Regions from separate parts of the Rattus norvegicus genome. Here region 1 is linked to region 2. Evidence: chromatin contacts called from public Hi-C data. All regions are on one chromosome and are shown on one strand. The core of a region is the stretch at or near the end of the contact, and the rest is flanking DNA. Distances in the headings are between cores, read along the strand shown. Region 1 overlaps Gclc (glutamate-cysteine ligase, catalytic subunit). Region 2 has its middle 140 kb from the start of Lrrc1.

Evidence for each region. Hi-C and Micro-C count contacts between places; a contact is called where the count stands out from the background.
Region 1: a Hi-C map of the A7r5 cell line shows a contact between it and region 2, with 7 times the contacts expected there. The contact joins two enhancer-like sites. A contact is called at or near these places in 2 of 12 Hi-C or Micro-C datasets (the A7r5 cell line and frontal cortex).

Annotation. Positions count from the first base shown.
Region 1 is chr8:87,528,643-87,533,758 of GRCr8, reverse strand. It overlaps Gclc (glutamate-cysteine ligase, catalytic subunit), which reads right to left. Exons shown (of 16, transcript NM_012815.2): 2 at 3,679-3,791; 3 at 2,534-2,716. Among named protein-coding and RNA genes, the nearest start is that of Gclc, 21 kb to the right of the region's middle. Within about 2 kb of position 1,893, at least 11 of the 93 cell types and tissues checked have an H3K27ac peak or open chromatin away from gene starts, as enhancers often do. A contact at or near this core is called in the A7r5 cell line, where this site is marked.
Region 2 is chr8:87,145,617-87,151,010 of GRCr8, reverse strand. It overlaps a transcript of Lrrc1 not described here. Among named protein-coding and RNA genes, the nearest start is that of Lrrc1, 140 kb to the left of the region's middle. Within about 2 kb of position 3,275, at least 26 of the 93 cell types and tissues checked have an H3K27ac peak or open chromatin away from gene starts, as enhancers often do. A contact at or near this core is called in the A7r5 cell line, where this site is marked.

The sequences.
Region 1 (5,116 bases), core at 644-3,143, 380 kb before region 2:
AGTAAGGCAGTCCTTCTAAGTCAGTGAGAGCAAACAAGCAGGCTCTTTACTGGGTTCTAGATCAGTAGCCAGAACTACTAACCCAGACCTTATGTCAACTCCCTGCCCTTCACAAAGGCAAGTCGTTGTAGGCAACCCAGCCTGTAAACAGCTGAGACTGCTATTCTCATCTGGAAAGTAGTTCCTCGCACCAAGGCTTCCTGGGCGTTCCTGCAGCCACTGTGCAATCTTTTCTGAACCTGTAAACTTACAACAACAACCACCACCACCACCCTTTAGCTGTGTGACAGACATTAACCTGGGGGGAAATCCTAGCTTTCTAGAACTGGGCAGAGGCAGGCAATTCTCTGAGTTAGAGGCCTGGTCTACAGAGCGAGATCTAGGACAGCCAGAGCTACACAGAGAAACCCTGTCTCAAAAAGAAAAGGAAAAGAAAAGCAAAACTAAACAATAACTGAAGAAAATGAAGAAGAGGAGAAGGAAAAACAAGAGAGAACGGACGCAGACTTTTTGAACGGAACCTATTCAATTCTCTCTAACATAGAAGAAGCCACTATAAACTTTTTTCCAGAGAAGAACTATTCTACACAGAGCCATTAACCGAAGCAAAATACACAATAGAGTTTAACCAAAGACAATGTGGCCCAGAAAGAACAGTCTTTCAATGCTGCACATTTCTTCAATGTCTAAAATGGTTCTGCTTTGTGCTGCCTCCTCCTGCCCCGCCTTAGTTTGCTAGAGAGATGTATAGCTCTCTTATGTTAAGGAGAGAAAGCAAAACGTAAGACATTGCATTTCCAAGTTTGCTAAAAGTTGACAAGCAACACCCACAGCCAATCATGATTCTTAGGCTGCTACTCCATTATCCCAAGGTTTCCCACCAGTCACCTAAGGTCACCTTCATCTGTCCCCTGCTCTCCAGCAGGTTAGCTGATTCTATCACTTTTTTCACTGTCACTGCCCACCATCACCCATGTCACCACAACATTGCCTAAGGAGTGCCCTTTCCCTCGCCTGGCACGCCCTGGCACCCGCTATGCATTTGCTCTCACGCCAACAGCCCAGATGAGGGCTACAAAGCAAACGTGTGATACAATCTACCCAGCCTAGATTCCCAAAGTCTCGAATGCTTTCAGAATAGCAATCAAAGTTCATAACTGCCGGCCTGGCCTCAGCAGTCACCTGCACCCCAGCTTCCTGGTCACAGTGGGTAACTCCCTTTCTTCTTCCCCCCACCAGGCTCTCTCCGTGACTCCTCTTCCCCCAGAGTCCCTCTGCCCCCTCTCCTATGAAACTCCTTCTAGAGTTTTGGATATCACTCCAGTCATCTTCCTGTGGAGAAGTCTCCCTACCCCAGAACCCACAGCCATATCCACACCTCATGCCACTCCTTAATTTCATCATTATATATTTATATAATAGGTATTTGACTAATCTCTGCTGTCTCCTCAGCTCTGATGAGCAAAGCCTCTCTGGGTCTGGCAAAGAAAAGGCACCCAGAGTCTCTGTCTCTAAGTATATGACAAGTGACTTATCTGTTGTATGCAGGAATGACAATAGGGAGGTAAAAGCTATCAATTCCATTTAAAATAACGTCCTTCTAGGATCAATGGTGCATGTTTTCAGAAGAAAAAGCAGCATCACAATAGTTTAGTGCTTTAAGGCTAAGGATACTCAACCCCAGAACTCTTTTGATGGAGGAGGCAGACATCAGCATAGATAAGTGAGCTTTCTGAGCAGAACCCCAGTCTTACACAGGAGCTCTACACTCAACATTGGACATTCGCGGATCCCTTTCTAATCTGAGAACACACTTCCCTATGTTTACTTACTGGTATTCACCGTCCTAACTATTGGTCACAAACCCCCAATCTCCAGCACAATACAAATGTGACTCAGCTTGTTCAGTCAGTATCTGGCAAGAGCACTCCAGGAACAAGTGTGCCCCAAGGTCCTGCTCCCTCCCCGTGATCTCACTTATCTGTGCTAGATATCTGCCAGATTGTGAAAGTATGCTCCCTCCTCCAAGTTCAAAGGCTCTCTGGGGGTTGGGATCCACAGCTCAGAATACTCAGTGAGGTGCTGGAGGGCAGATGCTCCTTCAGGTCGGGTCTGCGAGTACAGCTGCTACAGTCCACTGACAGGAGACTGGGCTCCTCCCCAGTGAGCTGGAGCCACACTCTCCCCACACTGCCACCAGTCACCAGTCACAGGGTCATTTCCAACCCTGTCCAGATGTGTACCCTTACCAGGGCACAGCCCGCCCACCATGAAGCTGCTATGCAATGCTTGTAGCAGTCCTAATGTAAGAATGTATCAAATGTCAGCAGTCCGACCTCCAGCACAAGCCGGTTGGGGAGTGACTCACTTGTGCAGTAGTTCCTTAAAGTGAACTCTGAGGATGATAGTGCTGTACTGTCCAACAGTATGAACAAGTGTAAGAATTGTAGAGGAAAATGAGCAGGTCAGGATTTACTTTCTTCATAACCTCAGTCTGATATTCCTGCTAGAACATGTTAACGTAGGAACTAACCTGGGAAATGAAGTTATCGTGCAAAGAGCCTGATGTTCTCCTAATACAGAAGTAGCCTCCTTCCGGCGTTTCCTCATGTTGTCCTCCACTGTGTTGAACTCGGACATCGTTCCTCCGTACGGCTGGCCAGGTGTCCCTTCAATCATGTAACTCCCATACTCTGGTCTCCAGAGGGTTGGGTGGCTGTAGAGAAGTCATTATGATTTCAGCTTATTCTTTTGCTATAGTCCACTTAATTTTTTTAAAAAAGAGGCTTATTAAAGCTGTAAATTTTCCATTGCTTTTCAACTACTTACGGCTACTAAATGTTGAGTTCAGAATATTTATAAGTTTTTGAAAATGCACACAAGTATTCTGTCTAGGACAAAGCTAGTCCACTCTATAAGGAAGGAAGGAAGGCCTTACAGGCTAATATTGAGGTTCTCAAATGCAGCTTCCCAAAGCGACCAAATAGAAAATGAACTAGAGAGATGCCCCTGGCCCCTCTCTACTCCCAGGTAAAGAAATATTTAACCAGCACTAAAAGGTCAGGTGTGTAGCACATGTCTTTAATCCTAGCAAGTAAGAGGCAGAGGCAGGCAGATCTAAGTTCAAGACCAGCGTGGTCTACAGGGCAAGCTCTGGGACAGCCAGGACTACTCAAAGAAACCCTGTCTTGAGAAACAAAACAAGCTAACAAAAAAGCAAGCAAAAGAAGGAGGAAGATGAAGAAGAGGGTGGGGAGGAGGAGGAGGAGAAAGAGAAGGAAAAGACAGACAAACAAACAGACAGACAGACGTAAACCTCATGTTGCCAAAACAAAACTGCTTCCAGACTCTGCTCGGATCTCAATCACATTTCAGAAATGTGTCTAAGAAAAAATCTCTCCACCCTGTAGCTGACCGTACTGAGTATTCTGAAATGCCTGTGAGATAACTACTGTTAGCCACATGTTTATAGAGATGAGGAGACTGAGGCACAGAGGGTTGCTCAAGGCTACTCACCTACCAACTAGATGAGCCAGAACCAGAGACTCTAGCTTGGCACCCAAGCCTACCCTCTTACCCTCCATCGTCCTGCCTTCTAGACAGCTGAGGAAAGAGCCTATGTCCTGGTTACTCCAAGGGCTCAGAAGCACTAGGCTGAGACTTGAGGGATCAGCTTACTTGGGGTTTGTCCTCTCCCCCTTCTCTTGCAGAGTTTCAAGAACATCGCCGCCATTCAGTAACAACTGGACTTTCCTATTTTCATGATCAAAGGACACCAACATGTACTCCACCTGCGGAAAGTAATAAAGAGATTAATGTTTTTCCAGGCTTGGACTCAACATGATCTTCAGAAATAGAGAAATGTAAAGGCTGGAGTCACAGAAAATGGGGCCAGCCACACGTGCTAGTACTACAAGCCCTTTCCATAACATAAAAGCCTGCAGAGCGCAGTCTGTCTGCAGTGCATTGTGGGAGGACAAGAACTCATTTTTTGATCCCTCTTTCCTCTCTCTCCTCTACTACATATCCCACAGAAAAGTCAAGATGTTCATTTTGGCAAGTGCTGCTCAGAGACAGACATCTTCAGAGCTGAGATGCTGAGAGCCGTTTGTGAAGACGTGCTCTGCTGCTCATTTTCCCAGATGTTCAACAAGAGGCTCTCGAGATGAGTCAGGAGAGGCTACACTTCCTGGCAGATTCTTCTACATTCCTGTAATTCCCCACCCTCCTGTCTCAAGGATTAAAAATCATAAACACGCGAACGTAAAGACATTATCTTAGAGGCTCCAACAATTTAGTTTTGGCACGGCACAGGTAATCTAAGACAACTTCCTTGGTCTTTAATGTCATATCATTTATAATGCGGGACACACTGGTGCATTTATTACACATGGTAGAATGCTAGTCCAAAAAACAGTCACAGGTCAAATAGCAAAGAGAGGCTTTTGTAGACAGAGCACAACTTGCGCTTGCTTTTGTTTCGCTGAGATAGTATGCTTTAAAAACAACAAGAGTTAAGAGTGGAAGGCTAGGGTCATCAATCAATCACCGTCCGCGATTTAAATGAAATACCTGCTATCCACTCTTATGAGAATTTAAATGAAATACCATTATACCTACCATGAGAAGTTGTGGGGCTGGGTTACTCGAGCCAACGCTTAGCTGACTCTTCAAAGACAGCAGCCATAGAGAACATGTGCCATGCTGATGGCCCACAAGACAAACTAGCCCCGTATGTATAACCAGCCTCGGCCTGTTTTATTAAGAGAAAGGGGGAAGAGGAGAAAGGTAGGTAGGCGTGCATCTACTCTCTTTTCTTGACATTTCACATATAAACTCAGAAGCACAACCTTAAATCTATCCAGAAGCCAGCCTGCCGCCTGTCTGCTCTTTCTGAGACCATAGTTGTTAGTCAGTGCCTACTCTTCAGTTATGTGGGCTTAATTAGCTCACTCCTGTTGGGCATTTAAGCTGCCACTCCAAAATTCGTTTGCTGCTATTTGTTTTGTTTTTTAGAGAGAGTCTCACTCAGTTGCCCAGGCTACCTTTGAGCTCACCGTGTAGCCAACGCTGGCATCAAATCCCCCTGCCACAGCCTTCCTAGCAGAGAGGACAG
Region 2 (5,394 bases), core at 2,026-4,525:
TACGCTTCATCTTTGGACAAAGGTATGTAGCAGGAGACTTGTGACTGCCTCATTCATGAGGGGCACCAAGGTATTATCCAAAATAATAATAATTGAAAAATTATTTCAATTTTTAATCACGCTCACAGTATGTAATAGTCCCTTGACTTATATCTTTGACTCTATTGTTATATCCAACTTTATATTTTGTATCAATATAATCAGTATAATATGCATATGTGTGAATATTTCATAATACATGCATAAAATAAATTTATGATTTTGTAATTGTCTCTGTTAAAGATTATAAATATTCTATTCCTCTAACGTTCCTACATGTATCTTTTGTATACTTCATAGAACTTATCTATCCTTACTGAATCATAGGTATTGATTTTGTATTATTCGGTGTATTGAAAATGTCATCTCTCAGTTTATGCCCTGTGGTCTACCAGACTTTGATAAATGGAGCATAAGGGAGTTTTTAGAAAATGTAACGCAATCAATGTATTCCTTCATGGCTTGTATTAAGAGATTTCCCTTCCTTTGAAGTAACAAGCAGATACTCCTAGATACTCTTCCAAATTACCCATGGTATTTCACCCCTCAGTCCATGGAGAGAGAGAGAGAGAGAGAGAGAGAGAGAGAGAGAGAGAGAGAGAGAGAGAGAATTGTGTAATACCTCCAAAACTTGGTGACTTAGACACTTCCTCCTGAATAGACAGAGAACACCAGTGCCAAGATTCAGGACAAGAAGCACGGCACCCAGCATGGCCAAGTGTGTCTCTTTAATGGATTTGTGGGAGTATACCAGCATACTAATCAAGCACTTCCAGGGTCATTGGGGCTCTCTGGCATCCTGGGTGTCTCGCAACTTGCCATATAGATCAGGATAGCCTTGAACTTACAGTAATCATCTTACATCTGTTCCCATGTAATGGAGTTTTCAGGCATATGTCACCATGCTCAGCCTTCCGGGGCAGCACTCAACGGTGGCTCAGAAGTTATTAAATGTATAACATAGCTCCCGGGAGAAGACAGGGGGAATGTCTCACTACAGGTTACATGGCAGGAAGGAAGCCTTTGCTCAGACATCTGTGATTCAGTAATTATCCTCCCAGGCCAGATGCAGTTCATCAATTAGGCATCTAATCAGAAAGCATTGTTGCCTCTCAGCAGTGCTCACAGAAAGAGACCAATAGCCAGCAGTACGTATTGGAGTATTGGAGGGCAAAGTGTTTTGTTCAGCCTCTCTGTTCTCACAGTGTGTGTGTGTGTGTGTGTGTGTGTGTTTACAAGGAGTAGGGATCCATTTTCATTGATTTCTATATATTAAGCGATGCGTATCAATTTATTCATTTTCTTTGCTAATCTTCAATGCCCACTCAGGCATTTCACAGGTTTCAATATACATGTAAATTTGTCACTTGATCTCACTCTGACACTCTGCCTCATGCTATTCACACAGTATGCTGTCACAAGCTTTGATTTTAGACGGACGTCTCGCTGTTTGGGCGGATAGGTCCCGTCAAGAGCTACTTTGATCTGCCAACTTGTCTCAGCTGCAGACACAGTTGTGCAAACCTTAATCTAGGTGCTGCCGTGAAAGAACTTTGCATATGTAAGAAGAGTCCCTGATGGGCTGGCCAGAAGTAAGAGGATTATCATGAATGACGTGGGTGAGCCTGGTCAGAGCTGCTGGAAGGCATCAAAGAAGGACAGGTTTTCCCAGGAGAGAAGACATAGTTGGCAGCTTTGGTCTGTTCCCATAGAGTCTTCCTGAGCTCCTGGCTTCCAGTCCTGACAGCCACTCGAGCCAGCACTGGAGATGCTTTTGCTCTGTGTCCTGCGGCCTTCCTTCCTGTCACATGATATATAGTGTGGAAATTCTTTAGTTCTGCTTTGGTCTGACTTTGGCCAACACACTCTTTCCTCTTTCATACAAAGTACAAAGTCAGTTTGCTTTACTGTACAAGAATACATGCTTGGGTTTCCATTCACATTACACTGAGTCTCCGTGCTAATTTGAGTGAGATTGCTCTCTCCATCAAATCTAATCTTCTAGCCTGTGTTTCCCACTTAACTAAGTCTTGTTAATAGTTTACAAGTTGTTAAAAGTTTTCATTTTATCCATAAAGTTGGTAGCTATCACAGACGTCAATTTAAAAACACATTCATATCAAGTGAAATAAAGATATAAAAATTTCACAGCTTGAGGGGCTGTCATAAACGTCTATGTAATGACTACCCAGGTGAAGGAGCAGACACGTCTGAGACTTTCTAAGCGCCCTCTCTGTTCACAGCCCCTTCCCTGCTTGACCTTACTCTCATTATAATACGAACAACACACACTACATTTTCCCATCCTCTAAGATAACCTTTCTTACTCCCCTTCCCAAAGATCTCATTGGTTAGTCATTTTCTTGTGTCCCTAATCTATAACATTTTAAAGTGAATATAATTGACCAAAAGTCTTGGGGAGAGAGAGGGGGGAGAGGGAGAGAGGGAGAGAGGGAAGGAGAGAGAGAGAGAATGTGTTTATGTGTGCAGTATGTGTGTATGTGCTGTGGTGTGTGTGTGTGTGTGTGTGTGTGTGGTGTATTTGCAGGAGGGTGTCTTTGTCTGGTTCCAGATTTTAAAAGGAATCCCTTAATGTTTCACCAATAAGAAAGACATTTTCATAGCTTTTTTTTTTAAGTAGATTAACTTCATCATACCAATGTGTTTCTTGCAGTAATGGCTATTGAATTTTAGTGGTGTTTGTTCTGCATCTGTTGAGATGATCCTGCCGTCTCTGGATCTATGATTGCAAGAACGTCACATTACCAGTAGCATGCCTAACTCCAGTTGTGATGTAGAACCTGGGCGCTCCTCTAAACAAATTCATCCCGACCACAATGAATTGTCATATTTGTATTTCTCTTAACTCATGTCACTGATGAGTCATTGAGGGCTCTTGTTCTCATGCCCATACGTGGCCCGGAATTTAACTTTCTTATAGTATTCATGTCTAGTCTGGGCATTCATCGGTAGACAACTCATAAAACGAATGAGGGCGTACTTCCTGGTTTCTTTTTTGAAGTGGCGTAAGTGTGGAATTATCTCGTCCTTAAGTACACAGGAAAGCTTGCTTCTAAGCTATCTGACTCTTGCCTTTCCTTGTGGGATGACTGTAAATACTGGTTTAATTTATAGGCAGAGTGTACATCATTAGATATTCCTAGCGTGGGAGTGTGTAAGGAGGGTGACCCGACCCAGCTGGCCACCATTGCCTTGCTGGTCTCTGCCCGCTAACATCAGGTGAAATACGCAGAGGCTACAGCGACCCCTAGTGGCCGCTGAAGGGCATCGCTTAAACGGACTGTCATCCTAGCTGGGGGAAGCAGAGGCACAATTCCTCTTATGTCAGAACTGTAGAAAGCCTGCCATCTCCCCACTGCGGTGAAGGCTTTGGTAAAAGAAAGAGGACAAGTAGGAGCTGTGGAGGGTAGACGAACGGACTAAGGAGTATGAGGGCACAGAGACTATGAGCAGGTACATGATGATCCTGGGCCTCACTGCTGCGCCACATTCTGACACTCGGTTGCTAGAGGAGGGGACATCCCAGAAAAGGAGCACACACAGGACCATGGCGCACATGCCTGAGCAGGGCTTGAGGCTCAGTACTTTAATGTCAATTGCACCTTCTTTGCAATATACCAGAGCTCGGCCCACTTTATGTAACTACAGACTGACAGACGTTTTTCTTTCAATATTCTTAAGACATCCTGTCAGGCTTGGGTTTGTTATCCTGTAAGAGCTTCATTATTAGTCGAGCTGTAAATTTTTGGAGGAGTTGCTTTTCCTGTGTCACAGTTTTCTAAAAGACTTTTTCCTACTTGGGTATTTAACAGGTGGACAATCATCTATCTGCCAGGTCAGCATATTCTTCTTGCTGTGGCTTTGTGATCTGAGGCTTGCAGTCTGATCGCCAGCCTGAGACCTTTCTCGTGAATGCTCCCTTGAGGGCTGACTTTCCCCAGTCTCTCAGCCCCCCCCCCCGGTTGTTCTCTGCATCTTCTTACCATTTTCTCATATTTATTCATGAATTCTATTTTCTACAATGTCATTTGTGAGGTATTTTTAAGCCTTAAATTCTACCTCACTGATTCCCTCCTCAGCCATTACCTAACCCTTCACTAACCTACACAAAGCTTCATTTCTTAGAAGTGGTATCTGTTCCCTTTGCAGAAATGCATACTAACATTTGAGAGTCTTTTGCTTATTTCTTTGAGATGCTAAAATGTTTGTTTTGCATTTTATCAGAATCCTAAATGTCTCATTTTTGTGGGTCTTCCGTGACTTCTCACTCTTGGACTTTGTTTCCATCATGCAGCCTGGGCTAGCCTGGAGCTCCTGGCAGTCCACTTTGCCTTGGGTTCCACATGCTGGGCCCACAGGCTCCTGTGCCCTGCTGGAATCACTTGACTGGCTTTAACTCAAGTTGCTTATTTCTTCTGGCATGCCGAACTTTAATGGGCACTATTCTTTTTTAAGAAGACAATTTTGACTGGGAGAAATCATTTAGATTCTGAACTCAAGTGTTTGGCTTAGTGACTACTCTAAGGTAAGTTTCCATGTTGCGCTTGACGTGAATTAGAGACTGAGACCCATTTACTTGTGAGCTGATTTCTAACAGCTTTGAAGGAAAGACTGTCCCACCCCTACCTGTCCACTGGAGGAAAGACAACGGCTAAATAGAATACCAGTCTTGGGGGTGGGTACCTCAGTCACAGTGGACATTCCACTTGGGGGTCAGCATTGGGTGTTGTCTCTCTCCTATGCAAGTCACCAGACGTTCTGAAGACACTGGTGATTAACCAGAACATTTTAGGAAGAGCGTTCTCCTTTGCATTTTAGAAGACCCAAACAATGTGATTGGCATTAGGCTCACATGATCTTGCCACGAGAGAAGACCTACCCATGTTTGGTAACAATAGTTCAAGTTCCACCAATACATGAAAGCTGTCAAGGAAATACATACATACATACATACATACATACATACATACATACATACATACGGCTCAAAACGTTTGTTCGGAAGTCTAGATCAGGGAGCCTTGTAAGACAGTCAGAAAGCACTTGTTCATTTAGCCAGCGTTTCCTTCCCGTGACAAGCACTGTTCTAGCAGAAAACAGTGAGAGAGAAAACAATGGGCAAGAGAAAAAGCCCATTGTTTGTGGAGCAGCATTTTCTGAGTCCGGTAAAGCCAGCGATGGGAAGCCTCCACTCTGTGCAAGCGCTATGCTGAGTTTCATCAGAAGCACTTTCTCTACCAACTATTTAATTTTATATCGCTAAGACCAAGCTTACAGCCCACCATGGTGGCTTCTGTGATGAAGTTGAGACCATTACTAACAGCCAACAGTTCC